3 separate regions of the Oryctolagus cuniculus genome follow, and all the other regions are linked to region 2. Evidence: chromatin contacts called from public Hi-C data. All regions are on one chromosome and are shown on one strand. Each heading gives the region's core, a stretch centred on a gene start, on an enhancer-like site or on the middle of the called end of the contact. The rest is flanking DNA. Distances are from core to core; before and after follow the strand shown.

Region 1 (2,832 bases), core at 88-2,587, 68 kb before region 2:
ATTTGCTGCCTCCCAGGATGTATGAGCAGGAGGTTATATCAGAAGCAGAATAGGCAGGATTCAAACAGGCACTCCGATATGGCATGTGGGCATCCCAAGCGGCAATGTAACCCACTGCGCCGCAACACCCATCCCAACTGTCATTATTTTAAACATGTGTTTTAGGATTATTAGTTGATGACACTATAGATAGGGATAAGCAGTCCTATGGAATTGGGGTGTGATATGACAACAGTACACACACAAGACTCCAGTCCAATGTCATCTGTGATCATTACTTAATACAAATGAATCACAGGTGTCACCGGCAGAAGAGAGAAGTAATACTGATTTAAAAGTAGTAACCTTGCATACATGGGTGGTAAGAAAAGCAAGGATGTGATTACCACAAAGGTCAGGGTAGTGACTGCCTCAAGAGGGAAGGGAAGGGCTGTGGTTTACAAGGTAAACCAAGGAGGGGCTGGCTATGTTCCATTTCTGGATGGAGGATGTTCACCTAGTAATTATCCTATACATCTGTGTCTGTTATTTGTATATTCTATTTTATAATTTTTAAAGGTTTAAAAAAAGGAAATAATAGCCTGCCCTCATTGAGAAAACAACAATGTGTTGCAGATCTTAGCTCTCAGTATTTAAACACCATCTCCCTGAGCTGATGTCCACGCTCCTCCCAGAAATTATTATTCTGGAAAGAAAAAGACGACAGTGGGTTTTTGAATAGCCCTGAGTAGACTGTGGTTAATGTTTCACATGGAAGAGATACCAGGAATGTGTTTGGAGTATATATTTGAGTTTTTGTTTATTATTTACTTACTTGAAAGGCAGAAAGACTGAGACAGACAGAGAGCTACCATCAGCTGGTTCACTCCCCGGATGCTGGGCCAGGCCAAAACTGGAATCTGGGAACTCAGCCTCGCTCTCCCACATGGATATCAGGGACCCAAATACTTGAGCAATCACCCGCTGTTGTCCAGGGTGTACATTAGCAGAAAGCTGGAATCGGGAGATGGAGCCAGGGCTCAAAGCCAGTCTCTCAGGCAGGGGATGCAAGCATCTCAATCCCTGTGCCAAATGCCTGCCTCATATTTGTGAGAGTCTAATTATTCTAGAGTCAGAATTCTATGGAGTTCCATGAGTTATGAGAATGCTTTCTAAGGGGTAGGGCGAGTCCACAAATCAGTCATCAGACACGAAGAAAAGATGGGCTTATGAAATCATCAGAAAAAGTACGAAACTTGTAAAGAGATACTAAGAACCCAGTCTCTAATGCAGGGCATAGCAGAGTCTCTGTGTGAAGAAAATCCCTCCTGTGTTTGGCATTTGAGTGACTCACCCAGGAAACCATCCACTGCGTGCAGCAAAGAGGAAATGAATCATGGACGCTTCTAACCTTTGCCCTTGTCATCTCCATGCAGGGAAACCACCCACAGATAGTCTCAACAGAGCTGGAGACAGGGCAGTCAAACAAGGCACACACAGAAATGATGCAAATCCATTGGCAGGAGACAGCAAGAGAATGAAGGAGAATGCAGCTCAGGGGTTGCAAATATGGGATAAACATTGATTTTATGACACAAAAACGTAGCAGTTTAACTGGCATCAAGGACCGTTTGGCAGTGCCCACTGATCTGATGTTTTATGCAGTCATCCGAGCTCCTTAGACATGAGCTGGGGGTGGAGGCGTATGGGAGCTGCGTGGAGAACAATGACCTTTGAAAATCAAGCTCTTAGTTGGTATTTAGAGAATTTGCTTGGCTTGCTCAGAGGAAGAAGAGGAAACTAATGTCAGGATGAAATTCAGAATGGATTGAGTAGAGTTATTCACATTTAACAAAAAGGATTCTGAAAAGGCAATGAGTTTAGAGCTAGTCCAGGAGTACAAATGCAATCTGAAGAATTCCCTGTAGCCAGAATCTAATACTTCATGTGTGATTTCAGCTTTTTTCTTTTATGAGGCAGAAAAACAGAGAGAAAGCGCTCGTATCTGCTGGTGGCTCCCCAAATGCCTGTGGGGTTGTGGAGCCCTGAAGCTGGGAGCCAGGAATTCAATCATATGTGGGTGGCAGGAACCCAACTATCTGAGCCATCAGCCCTGACTCTGGGGTCCACACTGGCAGGAAGACAGATCCAGGAATCCACTGAATCAGGAGCCAAAGCTGGGAATTGAACCCAAGCACTCTGATGTGGGATGCAGACAACACAATGGGCCTCTTCACTGCTCGGCCAAATGCCCACCTCTGATGTCAGTTTTAAGCAAAATCAGAAAGCCTTCAGTATGTGAATCTGAAAACCAAAAATGGTTCATTCAAAAGCATGTGCCAAATAGAAAGCAAATACCTAAAAAGGACAAACAGGAAAATCTCTAATTGTGCACATTATTCATTGTATTGGAGCCCTGTGTGCTGAGATTGTTCTCAGCTCCTCTGTTCACACTTCAGTAGCAAGGGAAAAGGCAAGCACCTGCTGAGTAGCAGAATTCACAAGCATCTCCCTGCCCAAGATGAGCTTTCAATGCAATTTCTATCCCCATAAGGGTCTACAAATGATAGCACTGTTTTCTAAATACCTTATCATAACAGAATATATCCTCCCTCAAAAAAACACATGAGGTCAAATGAACTAGACTGTCGCTCCCCCTCTTCGTGGAGGAGCAACACAGGACCCTGCGCTGTTCTTTCGTCTGCTCGGCCCTCCCCGGGTTTGCTGCTGGTTCTTCCCGGGTTGGCTACTATCCCTTCCACCTCCGTGGAAGGGCAGTTCCCCCTGGCCGCATTCCCCACTTCCGCAGGGGAGCGGCACACCGCCGGCCGGCTTTTCTCGGGGGCTGCACGG
Region 2 (3,120 bases), core at 522-3,021:
CAGGTGGTTCAGTATCCTCCAACACCCAGATGTTGCACAAAACCTGCTTAGAAAGACCCGGGGGCCTTGAGCAGCCCAGACACCCGGCGAATGGCGCTGGGGGTCCCACGCCTGAACCTGAGCGGTCCGCCGGGTCTCCCTGCCTCGCTCAGGTCGCCCCCCGGGCTCTGCCCGGCTCTCTCCCGCCTCCAGCTTGCTTTTCTTCTCCCCACCGCCCCAGAAACTTGCGGTGATCTCCCACCTCTTCTCCAAGAGCCGAATCCCTGGACAAGCTTCCCACTCCCCGGGGGTGCCGGGGGCCTTACCTGCTCTGGCCCGGGTACTGCCCCCTTCAGGCAGAGTTGGAGGTGCTGCGGAGGAGCCGGTGCCCGTGCGGCTGCGAGTGCGAGTGCAGCGGTTGGTGCGGGAGCGCGAGTGGGTGAGGGTGAGGGTGCGAGTGCGGGTGTGGGTGCGGGTGTGGATGTGGATGCGGGTACGGGTGGAGTTGCTGGGGCTGAGGCTTAGGCTGGAGCTGGGGCTGGAGCTGGGGCTGGAGCTGGGGCTGGGGCTGGAGCTGGGGCTGGGGCTGGGGCTGGGGCGGCGGCTGAGGCTGTGCCTGCGGCTGAGGCTGGAGCTGGCTCTGCGACTGCGGGGGTTGCTGCTGGACCAGGTGCTGTTGCTTCTGCCGCGTGGACTTGACCGCCAGGATGGCCTGCCGATTCTTGTACTGCACCATCTGCAGCGTGATCTCGGCGTTCCAGCCCTGGTCCTGCGGGCACCGAAAGTCGATCTCCTTGCCCTCGGCCATCACCACAGTGAAGTACATGTACTTGCCCTTGCGCTCCACGCAGTCCACGGTCTTCATGTTGGAAAAGTGCAATTCCTTGAGCTTGACGGGCGGCTCGAGGCCGGCGACAGCGGGGGCCCCGGGTTGGGACGGGTCGGCGGCCGGCCCCTGCCCGGGCTGTTGCTGCTGCTGCTGCTGCTGGTGTTGCAGCTGCTTGGGCGGGATGAGCAGCAGCCCCTCCTCGGTGAGGATGCAGCACTTTTTCTTCCAGAGCTGCAGTAGCCCGTCGCTGCGCTTCTCCAGCACCCCCTCCTTCAGCGCCTTGCAGCCGCTGCTCTCCAACATCCTCCCGGCATAGAGGGGGACGTCACTCGGCTCGGCCTCTCCGCGTCCAGCCGCCCGGGCCGGGGGCAGCAGCAGCAGCCGCGCGCCGTCCTCGCCCCAGCGGCTCCCACGGCCACCTGCCCGGAGCGCACAGAGGAGGCTAACGCGCAGGAGGCAGAGCGGCGGCGGCGGCTCTGGGTCGGGGCAGAGGGGCAGCCGCTTCCTGATGCGCCGCAAGGTCCCGGAGCAGCCAGCTGTCTGGCCTCCGCCGTCCTCCTGCCAGCGCTCACTGACGGCTACTGGCCGGGCCCCCTCGCGGCGCTTTTGAATGGGCCATCCTCTCCACCCCCGAGTGACACCCAGCGGAAAAGGCGGCTCCTGGCGCCCGCACCGCGGGGGAAAGCCCAGCTCGGAGAGGCGCTCGGCTGCCGGCGCACGCCTCATTAACTTGGGGCCCTTCCAAAGCCGGCCGCGTCCACGCCCCCTGCGTCCCTGGCTCCGCCTCTCGCCACCCGCTCGCTGCCGCGCTTCTGGTCCGGGGAGCCGGCGGGAGCCCGAGCCCCGGAAACTCCTCTCCTCCGCCCGGGGCGAGCGCCGAGGGCTTCCCCACCTGCCCGGCGACCAATGCCGACGCCCCGAGGGCGCCGAGAGGCCATCCTCCCCCGCCTCGCGTCCCGCCTCTCCTAGGCCCCGCGCAGTTCTCCGTGCCCAGGCTCAGGAAGTGAGGACGGGGCTGCGGAGGCGGGGACAGCTTCCAGGCCAGGCCCTGTGTGCGCTCGAGACCCCGCAGAACGCCCGCCCCGGCCTCGGCGAGCAGGGGAGCCAGGGGTGAGGCCCGCGGGTGCGGAGTCCCGCGGCAGCAAGCCTCCCGCAGAAGCAGGCGGGGGGACATCGCACTCCGGTCCGCGTCATTAAATCACTCTTCTCGGAGTGAGCGGACGATTGTTGAAGCAATAGCGCTACCGTCTGTCCGGTGTGGAAGGGGTGGCTGGGGAAAGATGGACCCGCTAGAGGTGGCGTCTGGTCACTCGCCAGTCCCCTTCGCCCGCGATGGTGACGCTGCGGCTTCCTTCTCAACGTTCGCCGCGGCCTGCAACATCTGTTAGCGCAGTCACTAGACTGACTACAAAGGGCGAGAGTAGGGCTCAGGGACCCCACGCTTGTAGGCAGTTCAGTCTTCCGAACGCCTGGCTGGCCCCCGCGGGTCCCTCTTCGCAAACTCCTCCCAACGGGCCAGATCCCAGTTTGGGAGTCTCATTTATCTGTGACCGGGGAAGGAAAAGAAAGCCCTCCTCGCCGGCTCCGACTCCGTTGAAGTCCTGCTTTAAACAGTTTCTGTAGAAACTGCTTCCCAGCAAGGTGAAGCCGAAAAAAGGGCAAAAACAGAGACAGCGCCTCCTGGTGGGGGAACTCGTCCACTACGCAATGGGCAGCCCTGACTGTTCTGACCCTGCTGGGGAGGACAGATCAGCCTAAGTAAACCAGGGGTGGCCAAGGTAAGAGGGGTGGCCAAGGTAAGAGGAAAGGCTGCTGCTGTGCCCAGAGTGGAAGAAAGGCGCTTAGCTCATCTGCTACTTGCTACAAAGACGTAAAGGCGGGGAAGAGAAAGTGGTCGATGAACTTGGAGAACTCCGCCATAGTCACATCCTTTGTGTGTCATTTTAAGATTAATGCCAAGGCAATCAGAACAAAGGGTGCCTTTTAAACTTCGGAGGGCCTTATTCTTAATCCAAGACACAGTATCTGATCAAATGCGACAATTCCCACTCAATTGCCCTCTGCCAGACCCCAGGGCCTTCACAATTATTAAAAGTATGCAAAGATTTCTAGTAAAACTGTTAAGATTTACAATTTTAAGTGCTAGTGACAAACACTACCTTAACATCTCATTTGTTTCTCTCCCTGCCTTTGTAGGACAAGTGAGCATTCCAGGGAATTTCTACATGACCAGCTGTTCATCCTTCCAGCGGGATGACATTCTTCAGCTCATTTGCAAAAGATACTTCCTTTGAGTCTGTGATTCAGAGTCT
Region 3 (2,808 bases), core at 307-2,806, 130 kb before region 2:
CAAGTGGCTCATTTGAGGGTGTGCTTTCCCGAGTTCCAAAACTGTCTCGGACCTCCTATATCATGTTAGTGCCAGGGCTGTCTTGGATAGGTTTACAAATCTCTTCTCTCATTGACAACTGTTTTAGTCCATTCTCCTACCTGAGGAGTAGATGGCATCGTCACAAAATGCAAGAGTTAGTTTGCAGGAGTGGAGATCTGATTGTATAAGCCACTGCCTCAGTATTAATACAGTTAGTACAAAAAGTTACTTAAATTTATTTCAGCTCTGTTAAGGTATTGCTTGCTGTTAAGCTGTTTCTCCAGAAATGTACGCTGTTAACTAAATGTAAGCTGTTAAATGTAAGTGGTTAGCTAAGTGACTGAAGATCTTAGCCAGCACACAATGTTTTAAAATGAACCCAGAAAGCATGAAGGCCTTTAAAAAACAGCTTCAAATTCTTTGGACCTCCTGTTAGAAACGCATTGCACATCCCGTCCGAATACACCTTCTCACAGGAATGCATAACAGGAACAAAAGTTTTATGAAACTGTGCTCAACTTTCCTATTTTCTATTTTAATTTTCTCCTTTTAAGAAATGCTGCCGGGACAGGCATTGTGGCACAGTGGGTTAAGACACCACTTGCGTTTCTCACACCCCATATTGGAGTGCTAGTTCAAGTCCCAGCTACTCCACTTCCAGTCCGGCTTCTTGCTAATGCGCTGGAGAAGCAGCAGATGATTGCTTGAGTGCTTGGGCCCCTGCCATCCATGTAGGAGACCTGGATGGATTTGCTGGCTCAGAGCTTCAGCCTAACCCAGCCCCCACTGTTGTAGCCACTAGGGGAGTGAACCAATGGATGGAAGATCTCTCTCTCTCTCTGTCTCTCTCCCTTTCTTGCTTTGTAACTCTGCCTTTCAAATAAATAAATCTTTTTTTTTGTAAATCTGCTGCAAGTTGACACCCACCAGATTGAGCTGATAACCTACTGACAGGCTAAGACTTGGATGTTTTCTAAAAATATCGCTTTAAATCATATTTAGGGGAAAAATCCCACTAAAACTCCCTTTTCTGTTTCTCTATCTTCAGGACCTCTCTCTAAAACATCAATATCACACATTTAGAAATAGTCACATTTTGGGGTAATAGCAGTGCTAAAAGTTAAGCAGGATTTAAAAACAAAATCATCCAGCCAGAAGTACCAAATGAAAACTTAGTAAGAGGTTGAGGAAATGACTACAAATTCCCCAAAACTTGCCACATCACACCTCATTCAGCAAACAAATTTTAACAGTCCTTACCAAGTTCCTTCCAGGACTGGACCCTGTGGGAGTCCTGTGCTGGGGAAGCTGGCAAGAGAAGTAACAGGACTTTTGGCTGTGGAGGACCCCTCCAGCAGCTCCAGGTTCTTGTCTCAAAATGGAAAAGAATCCAAGGAAGAGACATAGATAAAGGTGAGCAGGGAAGCAGGATTTATCGAAAGGCAAAGGGAAAGTAATCAGGAATGAGGGCAAGCTCATAGGAGGCGCTACAATTACTAAAGATCAGGGTCATCCTTTTACAGGACAGGGGCTGGTGGCTGGGGTAGAACTTAGCTGAACATTCAAAGGAGGCAGTTTGAGGCGGGGCTTGAGGACTGCCCATTTCTGTGCCTTTTTTTTTTTTTTTTTTTTTTTTTGAAATCTTGGAAGAGTCATGCATCAGGTGCATGATGGAAGTGGGTATGCCAATCACCAAAATTTCATTAGCATCTGGGGGACCCAGCCTGCAGCCATGTTGGATATTGCTGCTCGGCACAACTCCAGTAGCTGCACCTGCACAGAAGGGGGTGGGGTTTGGATAAGTGCTGGCAGTCGTAAGTTCCCCTTGGCTCGGCTGCCTCCCTGCCGACATCATTTTCACTGTCACATATTCACTACCTGTGACAGACCCTGTGCACACAGCTGGAACTGAAGGAGCAGCCAGCTAGCCAGCCAAGGCTGCACTTCTGCTCTTGCTTCCAGGAGAAGGACACCCTGGCAACCAGGTGCGAAGCTCTCCCACACAGGGTGATGAGGAGATGGATCTGAGCTCCCCTCCCCTCCTCTTTTCACAGGAGACGATAGAAACACCCTACAACAGAGGGCCAGCCTGAAATCCTACAAAATTCCTCAGGCTAAGCAATGCTTACTGAGCTGAAAAACAGCACTGAGAAGAGAAGGGAAGTTATTTATATTCCAAGGTCCAAATTGTAGTATTGATCAAATGCAATGTATTTCACAACCTGGCTGCAATAGAGAGTTTATAAAGCCCATTTCCAAGTTTTACTATTTTCCTTCCATTTCCTCTTCTGAAAGGGAAGAAAAAAAGAAAGGGAAGACAAGGAGAGGAAGTGCAGTTGGAAAGGAGGAAGGAAAGAAGACAAGAAGGGAGGGAAAGTCTTAAAGATAGCATCTAATCAGAGCAAATTTAGTTAAACCCAGAAAATTTTTCCTTGCCCTTTTACAGTGGATTTTTTTAAGTCCACATGGATATAAGAGTCAAATATTTTTATTTGTTGTAGCTGGTACCTTTTTTTTAACTGTATAAAACAGCAATACATGGACTGGCTCCGTGGTATAGTGGGTAAAGCTGCCACCTACAAATCTGGCATTCCCTATGGCCACTCGTTTGTATCCAGACTGCTCTGCTTCCAACCCAGCTCCCTGCTAATGCTCTGGGAAAAACAGCAGAAGATGGCCCAAGTCCTTGGGCACCTGCCACCATGTGAGACCTAGATGAAGCTCTTGGATCCTGGCTTTGGCCTGGACCAGTGCTGGCTGTTGAAGCCAACTGGGGAGTGAACCCCT

Evidence for each region. A called contact is a pair of places that touch in the nucleus more often than the background predicts.
Region 1: a contact with region 2 is called in a Hi-C map of an unstated tissue, with 2.1 times the contacts expected there. The contact joins the enhancer-like site here to the promoter of PHLDA1 in region 2. A contact is called at or near these places in 2 of 6 Hi-C or Micro-C datasets (ear pinna and an unstated tissue).
Region 3: a contact with region 2 is called in a Hi-C map of liver, with 9 times the contacts expected there. The contact joins the enhancer-like site here to the promoter of PHLDA1 in region 2. A contact is called at or near these places in 2 of 6 Hi-C or Micro-C datasets (embryonic fibroblasts and liver).

The regions. Positions count from the first base shown.
Region 1 is chr11:78,472,219-78,475,050 of mOryCun1.1, forward strand. No RefSeq gene overlaps it. Among named protein-coding and RNA genes, the nearest start is that of PHLDA1, 68 kb to the right of the region's middle. Within about 2 kb of position 1,338, at least 2 of the 8 cell types and tissues checked have an H3K27ac peak or open chromatin away from gene starts, as enhancers often do.
Region 2 is chr11:78,539,498-78,542,617 of mOryCun1.1, forward strand. PHLDA1 (pleckstrin homology like domain family A member 1) reads right to left here and starts at 1,772. Exons shown (of 2, transcript XM_002711345.5): 1 at 306-1,772. The coding sequence starts at 1,534. The coding sequence ends at 332. It overlaps LOC138844398 (a long non-coding RNA gene), which reads left to right and starts at 1,797. Exons shown (of 2, transcript XR_011380171.1): 1 at 1,797-2,586; 2 at 3,005-3,120.
Region 3 is chr11:78,413,700-78,416,507 of mOryCun1.1, forward strand. No RefSeq gene overlaps it. Among named protein-coding and RNA genes, the nearest start is that of PHLDA1, 130 kb to the right of the region's middle. Within about 2 kb of position 1,557, at least 1 of the 8 cell types and tissues checked has an H3K27ac peak or open chromatin away from gene starts, as enhancers often do.